Regions from separate parts of the Mus musculus genome. Here region 2 is linked to region 1. Evidence: chromatin contacts called from public Hi-C data. All regions are on one chromosome and are shown on one strand. Each heading gives the region's core, a stretch centred on a gene start, on an enhancer-like site or on the middle of the called end of the contact. The rest is flanking DNA. Distances are from core to core; before and after follow the strand shown. Region 1 overlaps Irf2 (interferon regulatory factor 2). Region 2 has its middle 73 kb from the start of Enpp6.

Region 1 (6,372 bases), core at 2,371-4,870:
CTATTCTGTTTTTGTTGTTTTGCAAACAAACAAAACAGGATGAATAATGAGATTTTGTTTTAATATAAATTACCAAAAGGGGAGGCTCGTATAACTGAAGACCTTATGCTTTCTCCTAGGGAATCAAAATAAACACCTCCTACTCTGGTCAATCAATAGATAAACCAATCAATCAATAAAAATAATAAAATAATCTAAACAAAAGAAGGAATAATAGACCACCTGTGTGAGACATTTCCAACAACGCACCAAACAGTAACACGTTTCCGTTGACTTGTGTTCAGGAGCGATAATTTTATGGTCACTGGTTCTATCTGCAGCCACACATAGCAATAGACTTTAAAAGAGCCCTTTGTCCTTTCATAAATTGAAGGGACCTTTTCAAACATTAACTTGGCGATCTTTTCCCAGCCCCCAAAAAACTTAGCATTAAGGCAGCTAAGTTTTTAAACTGAGGATTTGGGGGGGGGGGGACGTAAGGGAGGTGATGTCCTCAAGGTTAGGGTTGTACCTTGAACCACCAAGGGGTGTGTGTGTGTGTGTGTGTGTGTGTGTGTGTGTGTGTGTATGTGTGTGTGTGAAGGCAATAAAGGTAAATTCAAAGGGAAAGAAAATGCATTCCAACTAGGTGATAGAGAACAGTGGTCTCAAAGTCCTACTCATTAAGGGCAGGGCCTTGGTTTAAAGACCCCAGGTCTTAGGAGACAAACAGAAAGGTAGAACCTAACAACTCTTTCCCATTACTGAGAGTGTTTTAGCCCTGTGCCCAGGTATGTAACTCAACACAAACTCAAGTCCGTAAGTATAAGCCTACAGATGGGGACAGGAAACCCACCCAGAGGAGTGGACTCTGTTCACAGTGGGAACAATGAGTGGGAAAACCGCTCTCTCCAGGGGACCCTCCAGGCTCCACCAGCATCCTGGTCTTGCGCTCTCTCCAGGGGACCCTCCAGGCTCCACCAGCATCCTGGTCTTGTGTTGCGTAGGTAACATTAACCCATTAATTTAGAGTATAGAGTCTTCATCTCAGATCACGATTTCTGCCTTGTGGAATAGTGATAAACACCCTTTCTAGACACATCTGTGATGAGCAAAGACGGAAACTCACGTAGGACATTCTGCACAAGGCCCACTGCTGTGGGAGGAGGAATTATTCACAGCCTTACCATAGGACCCTCCTCATTTTCTTTGTGGTTAGCAAAGGAAAGCATGCCGGTCTCCAAGAATAAACACTCTGTCAGCTTTGATCCATGATTACGCTCTAAGTAGACACACATAAAGCCAGAAGTGATACCCATTAAAATCTTTAACTATATACCATATTCATTTATTATCAATCCACAGGATAATTTGATTGCTACATGAGCTCATAAAAGTTTTTTTTTCACCTTTACAAAATTAAAAAAAAAATGTGCCACAAGGGATGTAATAACAACTGCTGATGAACAGGAAAAGGAATCTTAAAATTATAAATTTGCTGTAGAAAAGATAAAAAACAATTATATTTTATTTAGAATTTTTTTACCTTGAATAAAATATTCCCCTTGTATAAAAAAATAAAAAAGCTTGCTCTGGTTAGAATTAGAGTATTTTCCGTCTTCAGATCTGGGAATTTGCATAATATTTCCATGACAGTTTTCCTTTGTACCGCGTGCCATTCAAGCATAGCAGATTAGAAAGATTTTTTTTTTATTATTCAAGCAGTCTTAAAATGGGACAGCGGTGAAGAAACTCATTTTCTTCTCCTCCTCCTCCTCCAAGATGTAGAGCCTTGCCTTTGAGGAGAGGAAACTGGAGGAAAGGAACAGGGTGGGATGGGGTAGGCTGGGCTGAGGAGAGAGGCGTGGGTAATGGGCTAGAATGGAGGAGTTGGGGAGGAGTGGGGTAGGTGGTGGGCTGGGATAGAAGGGGTTGGGAGGGAAAGGATAGGTAAGAGGTTGTGATGGGATTGGTTGGGGGGAAGGGGCGCATAGAGGACCGGGATGGAGGGGTTGAGGAGGGAGGGGTGGGTAGTGGGGTAGTGGACACAGAAGGGGTCGCCGAGTGTGCTGTGAAGGAGAGCAAGATTACAAGAAGGCCTATTGTAAGTGCTTCAAGATAAGGTGCAGAAGCAGCCCGCGACATTGCTCGTACTGCCCTATGTACATATTCACAAGAATAAAAAAATTCCAGCTAGTTCACATTTTCTCCTCCGTTCTGAGGCATCCACTCCACCATGCTGGCCTTGACCGTAGGCAACGCAGCACCTCCACTGCCCGTGTGGCTGTTGGTCCTTGAACTTGAGGGAGTAGCCCTGGCAGATCCAGCAGGTTCTAGAGATACGCATCTACCGAGGGGGGGGGGGGGCTGGAGTCCTGAGTTAAGAAGAAGCTCCAGCTCTGGAGTTGGACACAGCAATCAATAATCTATCGTCAAGGCTTTCTCCCTTAGATGTGTCTAAGATAGGTATCATAGAGAAAAAAAATAATATAATACAAACAAAGAACAACACAAAGCTAAGAAATCCCAACAACCACCAGGGAGAGTCAAAGGCTTAACAGCTCTTGACACGGGCCTGGGTGATATCAGATGTCTTCTTGATGACACTGGCCCGGGTCTCCCGGTCTGGCCGACTGCTGCTGGGCGTGGGGGTCACTGGGGCAGGAAGGGGAAGGTCTGTAAATGGGGGCCAGGAGCTGTTGTAAGGCATCGGACAGCTATCCTCTTTGATGGTGACCTGCAGATCTGGCTTGTTGGAGGTGACAAAGGTCGCCATGCTGGGCAGCAGATAGGTGTTCCGTGTCCCCATGTTGCTGAGGTACTGCTTGCCTTCGATGCTCCTCTTCCTCCAGTGTGGTCTCCCCTTTCAGAGAAAACAATCAAGATACATTGCGTTCTTTCCCTTCCGCTGAATGGCATAGGCAAAACAATGCCTTCTCTTACTTTTCAAGTGAATGCCCATGAGCTGTCCCTGGTCAAGACTGTTCTACAAAGACACGGAACATGATGGCAGCTTGGCTCCTATGCTCAGCCTGTCCAGGCTTGGTACTGGGTAGTGTCCAGACATAATGGATGGCCCAACCTAATGAGTTACCCTGCCTTTTCAGAGGAATAGAGTAAGGAGCTTACAAACAGCAAATGCCTTTTGATTGCTTTTTAAATGGGTGGAGCTGAGACACGGGTTTTTTTTTTTTTTTTTGAGCCACAGTTGGCCTTACTGGTTGCCAAGCAGAAAAGGGATTAAAGGTCCTTGAAGAAACCAGATCATGAAATCAGTCAGCATGGCTGCCTACTGTCCTCTCAGAATTCCCAAACTTGGAATATTAGGAATTCTAACAAACATCAGCTTCTCCTACAACCAATCCCTGTTCTCCCCATCAGCTTTAGAGCCACTTCCTGCCATTGTGTGAGCCTGGCTGGCCTAAGAGGGAAGCCGGAAGCAGGTGGGTGGGGAGCAGAGACTGGACACACACCCTCTCTGCGGGGCCACTGAGGAAGGGACCGAACTGTGAGGAGATCGTTTTACTCAGCTCTTTCTGTTCACTTGCTTACTTCTTTCTGTTCACTGCTTGGGCTGGGTAGGCCATTCTATTTCTGTTGGCAAATCAGGATGTTTACAGCCAGAAGAATATCAACATTTCCTGGCCCTGACTTCGAGTTCCTCTTCCTGCCATGTTATATTGATCTCTCTTCTGAGGGTCACACTGTGCTCCCTCAACCCCGCCCAGCACTTCATTTTAAGATTAGACTAAAAAGCTAGGGTGAATTGTAGGATATGGATGTTCTCTGTCTCTCTCAGTTTTTCTGTCTGTCTGTGTCTATCTGTCTGTCTGTCTGTCTGTCTGTCTGTCTCTCTCACACACACACACACACACACACACACACACACACACACACAAACTGGCTTACCTCTGCGTTCTCTTCATCACTGGCCACACTGTCGGTAGTTTCGCTTTCTGTATAGAAAGAAAAACAGTCTTGTTGCTCAAGCTATTTTGAGGCTGCAGGAAGTGTCTTTAAAACCTATGCCAGCACTTCAGAAATACAAAACTACATGTACCCTCTCCCTCCACTTTGTAAGGTCAAGCACTTCCACATGAAACAAGCTGGAGTGAATTTCAATTCTCTGCTTGATCCTCTAAGAGGAGTGGGCTTTGGGGCTGAGGAGGAGGCTCACTTTCCAAGGCTATGCTGCCAGAGTCCCAGCTTCCCAGGGTGGAGTGCTGTGCCCAAGGCACCTCCTCCCCACTGAAGTTCTGTCCACAAAAGCACACCATCTTTTCTTCTAGTCCATGTTCTCTTGTCACAGGAAGTCCAAGAAGCCTTCCTGTATCTCTCCTGTATCATCCTCCTCTTAGATTTATAGAGATCCAGCTTCCACTGGAGTTAAAGCAGGTGACCATGTTGTAGATGCCCCAAGCCCTTCGCTGAGCCTTTACTGTCTTTGGGACCTGTCCTCCTCAGTTTGGATAGGAGCTGTGACTTGCTTTTAGCCAACAGAACACATCAACGACGTAACTATTATATGAGCAAATTCATGTCATCGTGTAAGATTCAACCTGTCTTTCATGGATACTCTCTTGCCTGCTGGCAGTGTTAGGGAGGCCCACATGGCAAATTTAAGCTAAGGGCTGCTTCCAGATAAAAGCTAGCAAGAAATTAGGAATCTCTGTTCTTCCCCACTTGCAAGGAATCCAGTTCTGGCCAATGCTTCGTGAGGCACTGGCTCAACAGCTGAGTCTCAGACGAGTTGCAGTACTAGTTAATGCCTAATGACAGGTTAGCAAGGCTCTGCTGCAAAGGACCCAGCTAAGCCATCCCTGGATTCCCAACCCAGAGGCTGTGAGTTTTGTACTGTGGTAAGCCATCATGTTTAGGGCTGTACAGCTACATAGCAATAGATAATATAAACCCGATTGGACCTGCCAGCTATGTGACACAGAGAACAGTTCTTAACCAGAGTGAGCTAAAGTTACCTGCTACCTTCCAGAGAGGATTAAATGATGAGGGAGAGGGTGTTTGGGCATTTGGGAAGGCCCTGCACAGAGCTGACACACAGTACCTGTAGTATAATTACTATTTAGCTCTGAGTTTTCACATTGGGCTGGATTCAACAGAGTTACATAGAGTAACTGGCAATTTCATATCATCTGTATGTTAAGTTTTATAAGTTAATAAAAGAATACTGAACAGTTTTTTTTCAGTGTTTGACAACACTCCAAAGTTAATGCATAGAGAGTAGAACATCTAAAGTACACAGTACTTGTAAAGATCTATGGCTCAGTTCTGCTGGAGTCTTTTATCCAGGTCTTGTTCATCCCCTACCAAGATCCTAAACCAGAGAACAGCTGTTATCATCTGGCAATATGTTCTCTAGCTCCTTCTACAATCTTCTGCCCTGGTGTCAATGGTTCTAGGCAAACTAGAACCCTTTCCATCATTCAGAGCATAGCCCAGAGTCCAGGCTCTCCACATATAGCAAATTAAAGAACTAGTAGACAAACTGTCCCCACCCTCCCTTACCCCAGTGCATTCCTGAAACAGACAACAAGCATTCGAGATCCAAAAGTCTCCTCCAGGAATGAGTGTGTTTGCGTTACTCTCAGCCACTGTTCTCCAGAGACTTCAGACAGGCCTGGGAGATTGCCACCGGCTGACTAAACTCAAATCTTTGCCCCTCCACCTCACAGTGTTCTGCCCAGCCCAAAACATCCCCATGTAGGGGGGGGGAGTTACAAATCTCCTAGGTCTTGGCTGACAGTGATCTGAGCTAAAGAGACAAATTGACAATAGGCACAAGAAATGTTTCCAGGCAGAAGTAAACCAAGACCAGAAAAGGAAACTTCTCTCCAAACACAAAAGCCACATTAGCTCAGCCTCCAGAGGACACAGGACAGCCACTCCCAAGAGGAAGAAAAAAATGGGGAACAGAGATGTTGAGAACCTTGGCAAGTGGCGGACTGAGTCAGCAGAGGGGAGAAAACAAAACTGAACTTCGGATCCCAGAGTCGCAAACAGCACAGAGACTATCTCGCTGCTGGCAAACCTTCAAGAGCTCCTTCCTAGTTTCAGGCTTGGCTTTGTTTGTGCTCTGAAGCCTAAGTTTCCCTTCCTTCCACAAGGACCAGACACACTCTCCTCCTAATGCCTCTCTGTAAATCCTAAAGTCTCCTGTGCCTTTCCCCTTCAAATAAAAGCGGATACACAGAGACATCAGGCACACTTGGGAAGGCAGGGGATCGAAAGAAAGAAGCTGTGGTCGGCAGGGTTCTAGGATCCCATGAGCCCAGTCCATAATTGTTGGAAGCTTTGGAAGTTAGATGCTAGGTTAAACTCCTTGGTAAGACTTTGAATATACCTGGAAGGGGATAAGAACCTTAATGTCCTGTGAGT
Region 2 (6,552 bases), core at 1,490-3,989, 69 kb before region 1:
GTTAAAATGTTCCTATTGTTACAGGAAAGCAAACGCTGAGCACAGAACCCTGAATTTTCTATCTTAGATGTGATAGTGACCAGATTCAAATGGCCTTGCTTCTGTACCTCATGGCATGTTGGAGCCCAGGCGGCCGTGAAAGAGAAGTTCTCAAACACAGACTCTCCCGATAAAATGCACCATCACAAGCAACGCTAAGCAGATCAAAGAAGGCTAACTACTCACACAAGAACATTTGCCTGACACCCTGTCTTGCAAGCCTGGGCAACTCAACAGCCTGTTTCGATTCCATGGTTTGGCCTAGCTCTCGGCTCGATTGTCATTCAGAACTCAAGAGTTCCTCCACAACAGCCCAGGTGCTGATGGGCTTTCAGAAACAGCAAGGAGAGTCTCTCCTCTCCCACTAAGACAGCGGCCACTTGTTTGCTCTTCCTACATAGCAAAGGCCACTCCTTTACGCACCTGTGTCCCATATTGCAGCTTCATTCTTCACTAGCCATTTTAGTATGGACATTCATCTTTATAGTCTTCTCTTCCTTTGACCCAGAAGCTATAGCTTTGTGACCTTCGGGGTAGAACTCTTCTCTTGTCTCCCAGCCCTTGGTGTCTTACATAAGACCTCTTGCGTAGAATTCTTCCAAATTGGTTCAAAGCCGAATGCATCTGATCCAGGAAGATGGGAAGAAATTTGAGGATCCCATCTCCAGCCTGCCTGAAGCCCCTTTTTATTCTGTGCTCCTACCTCTTAGGTGAGCGAATAAGCATCCACCTAAGTCAGGAAAGCCCACTCATATCAAAGAATGAACACTAGGTCTGACCCTTGGGATCACCACCTTAATTCAACCTGGAGGATACTCACCCTAGTAACAAAGCTCTGCCTTTTGTCCCAGGGGTTCATGGGTATGAAGGCAGGTCTGTGGTGTTCAATTAGTAGTACAGTTCCCACCGTCACCAATCAGCTTTCCTGTGAATGGAGGTCTATGGCTACCAGGTTCTTAACTGCCCAAAGAACTTCCCTCAGCCAGTTCAGCTAAACCTTGCAAAGGCCCATGCACTTCTCCCTGGATCCACCCTCCACGCCCCCGTTACTTTAAGAAGGGAAGAAGCAGGATGATTGGGTGAGATTGGGGTTCAGGCTCCTCTGTACAACTTGAGTTGCCTACAGCTCTTTCCTTGTTTGTTGCAGGTGCCTGATCCACGGACAGAGCTTGTGCCTAACAGTGAGTGTGCTGGCTGGTTTTGTGTGTCGATTTGACACAGGCTGCAGTTATCGCAGAGAAAGGAGCCTCTCTTGAGGAAATATCTCCATGAGATCCTGCTGTAAGGCATTTTCTCAATTAGTGATCAAGAATGGGAGGGCTCAGCCCATTGTGCTTGGTGCCATCCCTGGGCTGGTAGTCTTGGGATCTGTAAGAAAGCAACCTGAGCAAGCCAGGGGAAGCAAGTCAGTAAGAAACATCCCTCCATGGCTTCTGCATCAGCTCCTGCTTCCTGACCTGCTTGAGTTCCAGTCCAGACTTCATTTGATGATGAACAGCACCGTGGAAAGTGTAAGCTGAATAAGCCCTTTCTTCCCCGACTTGCTTCTTGGTCATGATGGTTTTTTTTTTTTTTTTGTGTTTTTTTTTTTTTGTTTGTTTGTTTTTTTGGGTTTTTTTGCAGGAATACAACCCTGACTAAGACAGTGAGGAAAACATGTTCCAAATTCTCCCAGGAAGCTAGCTGTTCACTCGCACCCAGGATGCTCGAAGCTTCTGTGAGATAATTTAACACTAATTATGCACATGCAAATTAATAATAAATATCTCCCACTACATTCAATCTCTGTGTAGCATATCTGTGGCTCCAAAGTTTCCAGGACTGAACGACTGAGTTCTCAGGACGCTGAGAGAACCAGGCCAGGCACGAGTCACTAAGAACTGGTGCGAGCCAGTTTAAAGAACCATGACTATGACTCAAATATAGTCTAATTAACTACCTATCATAAGGGATTGAATTATTATTAATATTTTTTAATTATTTGAAACAGTTTTTAATCTACTAGTGGTAATTATTATTTGACATTATTGGATAGAGGAATTCATACATGACAAAGGACTGAGAGAAGAAATAGGAAAAGAAGAAAATAAGATTGTATTATAAAAAAAGGCTGCTTATGTCACAGAGCATCTGTGGCATGTATTCTGGAACTGGAAAAGAAATCACATTTTCTTTTGCCCTTTCATATCACTTACGTGTGTTAAAGCCTCAAATCCTTCTTCCCAATTTACAAACAATAAATCCTGTCAAGGTTTTTGATTAAAAGAAAAAGCCCAGTGCTCCTCAAAAGCAGTCAGCTGCAAACATTTTGCCAGGTGAAAATATTCTCACCACACAAAATTTAGGACAGAGAGTCATGCTCTCTTCAGCGACCAGGGATCAGTTCAAACCCTGGCCCCGAGGGAAATTAACTTAGCCTGTGAATTCAGGGTAGAGACCGGTGCTTGGGCCTCTGTGCCAGCCACAGGGGTGATGCCTGCGTTCGAATGAACTGCCCCGTGCTGATGCCTGCCGCCTCTGGTTCACCACAAACAAAAGCTATCTAATCACTTGCTGGAACTTTTTTTTTTCCTGTTTTGATTTCAGGAGTGGTTTTTCTCAAATCATGGTCAAGAAATGAATGCGAAACTGGTATATGTTATTTCCATACCACGGAACATTGCTCATCCATAAGAAGGAGTCCGATTGTGACAGATGAACCTTGCTGAGGGAAAGAACTCAGGCACAGGAAAAGGCCAAATGTTGTCTACTCCTACTTGAAGATACCTAGAGATTGAAACCGGATAAGAGATGGGAATGAGCAGGGAGGTACTCAGAGACTGGGGCGTGGGGTGGGGCGGGGCATGGAGAGTTGGGGGAGGGGGGAGGGGACAGGAAAGGTGGGGGGCTGGGGGCTGGGTGTGGTTAGTACAGAGTTTATCTGGAAAACGAAATGCTTGTTGTCACACACGGTGACACACACATCATTGTGAATATAATTAAGGATACTGTCTTGGATACCCCAAAATTTTTTAAATGGCAAATGTGATGCCTCTTTACTGCAATATTAAAACACATACAAATTACGAGATGCTCAGGGCTCCAGGGCTCCACCTAGAAAGGACTAGGCAGGCCCTGCTTCCGGTGCTTTTCAGTCACAGAGAAGTGGAAGATTCGTCTGTAGAGGACCGACTTCCCATTCCTCTGTCACCCTCTGCTCCTGACTTCAGCTCACAAAAACCACAAAAAACAACCCACCACTCAAAAGCACCTTTTGAGAATCAAGTTTTCTTAAAACCTTAAGAGTTCCTTTCATCAAAACGATGTTTAAACATCTTGGGGGCTGGGGGGATGGCTCAGCAGTTAAGAGAGCCTGTTCTTGCAGAGGACCCGAGTTCAGTTCCCAGAGCCCACATCACGCCCACCTGTAACTCCAGCTCCAGAGACTCCAAGCCCCTCTTTTATTCTCCGTGTGCGCCTGCGCTCACAGGCGCAGACACCCCTCCTCCAGCTATATGTAATTAAAAATGAAAACTTATTTCAAAACACTTTCATACCTTAAAGGTAAAAACCACAATTTAAAGCAACCTTGAATACCAACTTCAGGTGAAATTTTACTTACAGTTTTGATTATTTCTCATGTGATCAATCCAATTTGTTTTGTTTTTCTATCATTGCAAAAAAGTAAAAATGAAGTGTATTTACTTAAATATAAAACCTTAACGTCTCTTTGCCTCTCACCTACTTCCGTGGTGTAAATTATATTCTAAAGCTGGCCAGGGGGCTGGAGATGGCTCAAGGGTTAAAAGCCCGTATTGCTCCCACAGAGGGCCCTGGTTTGCTTTCCAGCCCCCGTGTTAGGTGACACAGATACCTGTACCTGCTTCAGGAAAATCCTTCCTCCTCCGGCTTCAGCAGGCCCTGCCTTCATACGCCCACGCCCACACAGAGACACATACACATAATTTAAAATAATTAAAATTAAAATATTAACTGATCAAGAAGTCCCTAAAGCTAAAGCTAAAATGCTTGGAGAAGTTCCCCGCTCTTTGCAAACACATCCAGTTTGCTTTTTAAGGGGTGGCGGAGAGGAGAGAAAAATCCTTTCGAGGTTGTCTTAGTAAACAACGCTCTTAAAGCAGCACAGATTTTGACTAAACATTTTACTCGCTCTGAGGAGGCTTTTGGACGTTACCAGAGTACATGACTTGGGACTGACAAGGTCACTTGTTAACCTGTGTCAAGAACGCTATCTACCCCAGGGTGCATCCTGGGGTGTGGGATGTCTTCCACAGAGCAGACTCCTGAAGAATGGAATCTTCTATGGTGAAGAGAACCTTGAAGGACAGCTGACCCTTGACCAGCCTGACAGGTAGGAAAGGGACGAGCTCTCAGTTCCCATCACTCCCTGGTAGACTGTGCTAGGGCCCAAGAAGAGAGCACTCCAGTACCCCACCACTTACATTTTCCCCTTTCCTTTTTTTGGAATAGTTTATGCTATTTTTATTTTATCTTTTAAAAATTGTGTTTTAATTTTTTTTAACTATTGTGTACTTTATTTTTTTCCCATTTTTTATTAGGTATTTAGCTCATTTACATTTCCAATGCTATACCAAAAGTCCCCCATACCCACCCACCCCCATGTTTTAATTTTTATCTCTCTTTGTTTATTTAATTTTATCAGTGCATGGGGGGGGGGTTCTAATGCTTTGATTTGTGTTTACTGACGCTAAAGGTCCTCACCCCCAATTGGTTTTTGATCTATCAATAAAGATGCCAGTGGCTAATGGTTGAGTGGAAAGAAAGAGGTGGGACTCCTGTATGCTAGGGAGAGGAGGAGAATCAGAAGACTGGGGGGGAAGAGAAGAGGACACAGTAGTGCAGGTGATAAAGCCAACCAGTTATGTAAGCTTTCAGGTAAGTGACCTCTGGCCACTTCACCAACTGGGTCTGGGGAAGCAGGAGAAGATACAGGAGTGCCCAGGCATTGAGTCAGCCAAGGCATTTCAAGATTAACTGGTGTGTGTGTGTGTGTGTGTGTGTGTGTGTGTGTGTGTGTGTGTATGTGTGTATGTGTGTGTTCTATCTATGCATCCCTGGATGGGTATGCACCTGCAATTCACAGGGAGGTCAAATCAGTGTGGTAGAAACCACACGCTACAATGTATCTTCTTTATTCTATTACCAGATTGTTTTAGCCATCATTCTTTTCTCTGCCTCTTCTTTATATTTTCCCACGTTCTTTCTTTTCTTGTCTTTTATTTAGCCTTACTGTCTCTTCCATTTTTCCTGTTCCAGGAGATTTTCTTGATTTAACCCACTATCATCAGCTTTGCCTTGATTAATAGCATATTCTCCACTATTGTTTGTCGTTTTCTTTTCTGTGGTCGTTGGCGGTACAGTTGTCAGTTTCCATTTACTTTAATTGTAATTTGACATCAAATCCTCAAGAAAAAGTTGCTAATTACGAACACACACACACACACACACACACACACACACCAGAAGACATATCCATACCAAGAGATGTACAAAGCACAGGAAACATGAAAGGGCATGGCAGGATTCTTCCGGAGTGCTTAACCCTCGGTGACTAATGCCAAAGATACTGAAAGACCCAACACAAATTCTAAAGTTTACCTTTAAAAGAGAGCAATCTCAGAAGCAGCCGTGTGTGTGAGGGAAGTAAGAAGTCAGTGCAGGGCCCAGGTGAAGAAGTTGCAGTTTGGGCTGGGGAATAGCCCGGCTGGTAGAGTATTGGCCATTCAAGTGTGAGGACCTGGGTTTGCATCCCCAGATGCAGATGCAGGCACATATCTGCAATCCCAACGCCGGGAAGTGGATCCTGGAGCTTACTGGCTAGCCTGTCTGGCCAGATCAGTGAGCTCCTGGCTTACCCATAAAGTTAGTCTCAAAAAATATGGTGGAATGCAATTAAGTAAGATAGACAATGTCAACCTCTAACCTTCACACACTGATAAACACACACACATGCACACACATGGGCATGTACATGCACACACATACATAAATGCACACACAAAAATACATACATAATCATATACACAAAGGAATAAATAAAACTAAAGAAATTGATATTTTGATCAAAAAATGTTGCAAATGAAATTCCAATAAATCAAATTTAAAATGTAGAAAACATCACTAGTGACTACATCAAGGAGGAAAAAGAATATCAGAGTTTGAAGACAAACTCAAGGGACTGCTACACTCAGACACCAATAAACAAACAAAAGAAATAAATAAACACTGTCATAGCTTTTGAGAATCCTGGGGGAAGAGCAAGAGACCATATCTAAAGCACAAACTAAACTAAACCAACGGAAAACCCATTTAACAAAATTATATTAGATAATTACCCAAATCTAGAGAAAGATAAAGCTATCAGAGGACCAGCAACATTTAAAATCCCAAATAGAGTGGCCAGAAAATAATCTGTCCAAGTCACACTATGGTTAAAAATTTAGGACCATGAAAAGAAAAAAAAGAGAGAAGGAAACACAAGTATTAAAACCT

What was found. Hi-C and Micro-C count contacts between places; a contact is called where the count stands out from the background.
Region 2: a contact with region 1 is called in a Hi-C map of CD8 T cells, with 1.8 times the contacts expected there. The contact joins two enhancer-like sites. A contact is called at or near these places in 3 of 15 datasets of contacts at CTCF or cohesin (CD8 T cells, large pre-B cells and pro-B cells), 13 of 484 Hi-C or Micro-C datasets (the 63-12 cell line, CD4 T cells, CD4 single positive thymocytes and 9 more) and 13 of 115 datasets of contacts at active chromatin or transcription factors (the 230-238 cell line, CD8 T cells, DN3 thymocytes and 8 more).

What each region holds. Positions count from the first base shown.
Region 1 is chr8:46,842,384-46,848,755 of GRCm38.p6, reverse strand. It overlaps Irf2 (interferon regulatory factor 2), which reads right to left. Exons shown (of 9, transcript NM_008391.4): 8 at 3,889-3,935; 9 at 1,298-2,842. The coding sequence ends at 2,534. Among named protein-coding and RNA genes, the nearest start is that of Gm39170, 15 kb to the right of the region's middle. Within about 2 kb of position 3,620, at least 142 of the 459 cell types and tissues checked have an H3K27ac peak or open chromatin away from gene starts, as enhancers often do. A contact at or near this core is called in CD8 T cells, bone marrow-derived macrophages, microglia and 1 more, where this site is marked.
Region 2 is chr8:46,910,793-46,917,344 of GRCm38.p6, reverse strand. No RefSeq gene overlaps it. Among named protein-coding and RNA genes, the nearest start is that of Enpp6, 73 kb to the left of the region's middle. Within about 2 kb of position 2,739, at least 19 of the 459 cell types and tissues checked have an H3K27ac peak or open chromatin away from gene starts, as enhancers often do. A contact at or near this core is called in CD8 T cells, bone marrow-derived macrophages, microglia and 1 more, where this site is marked.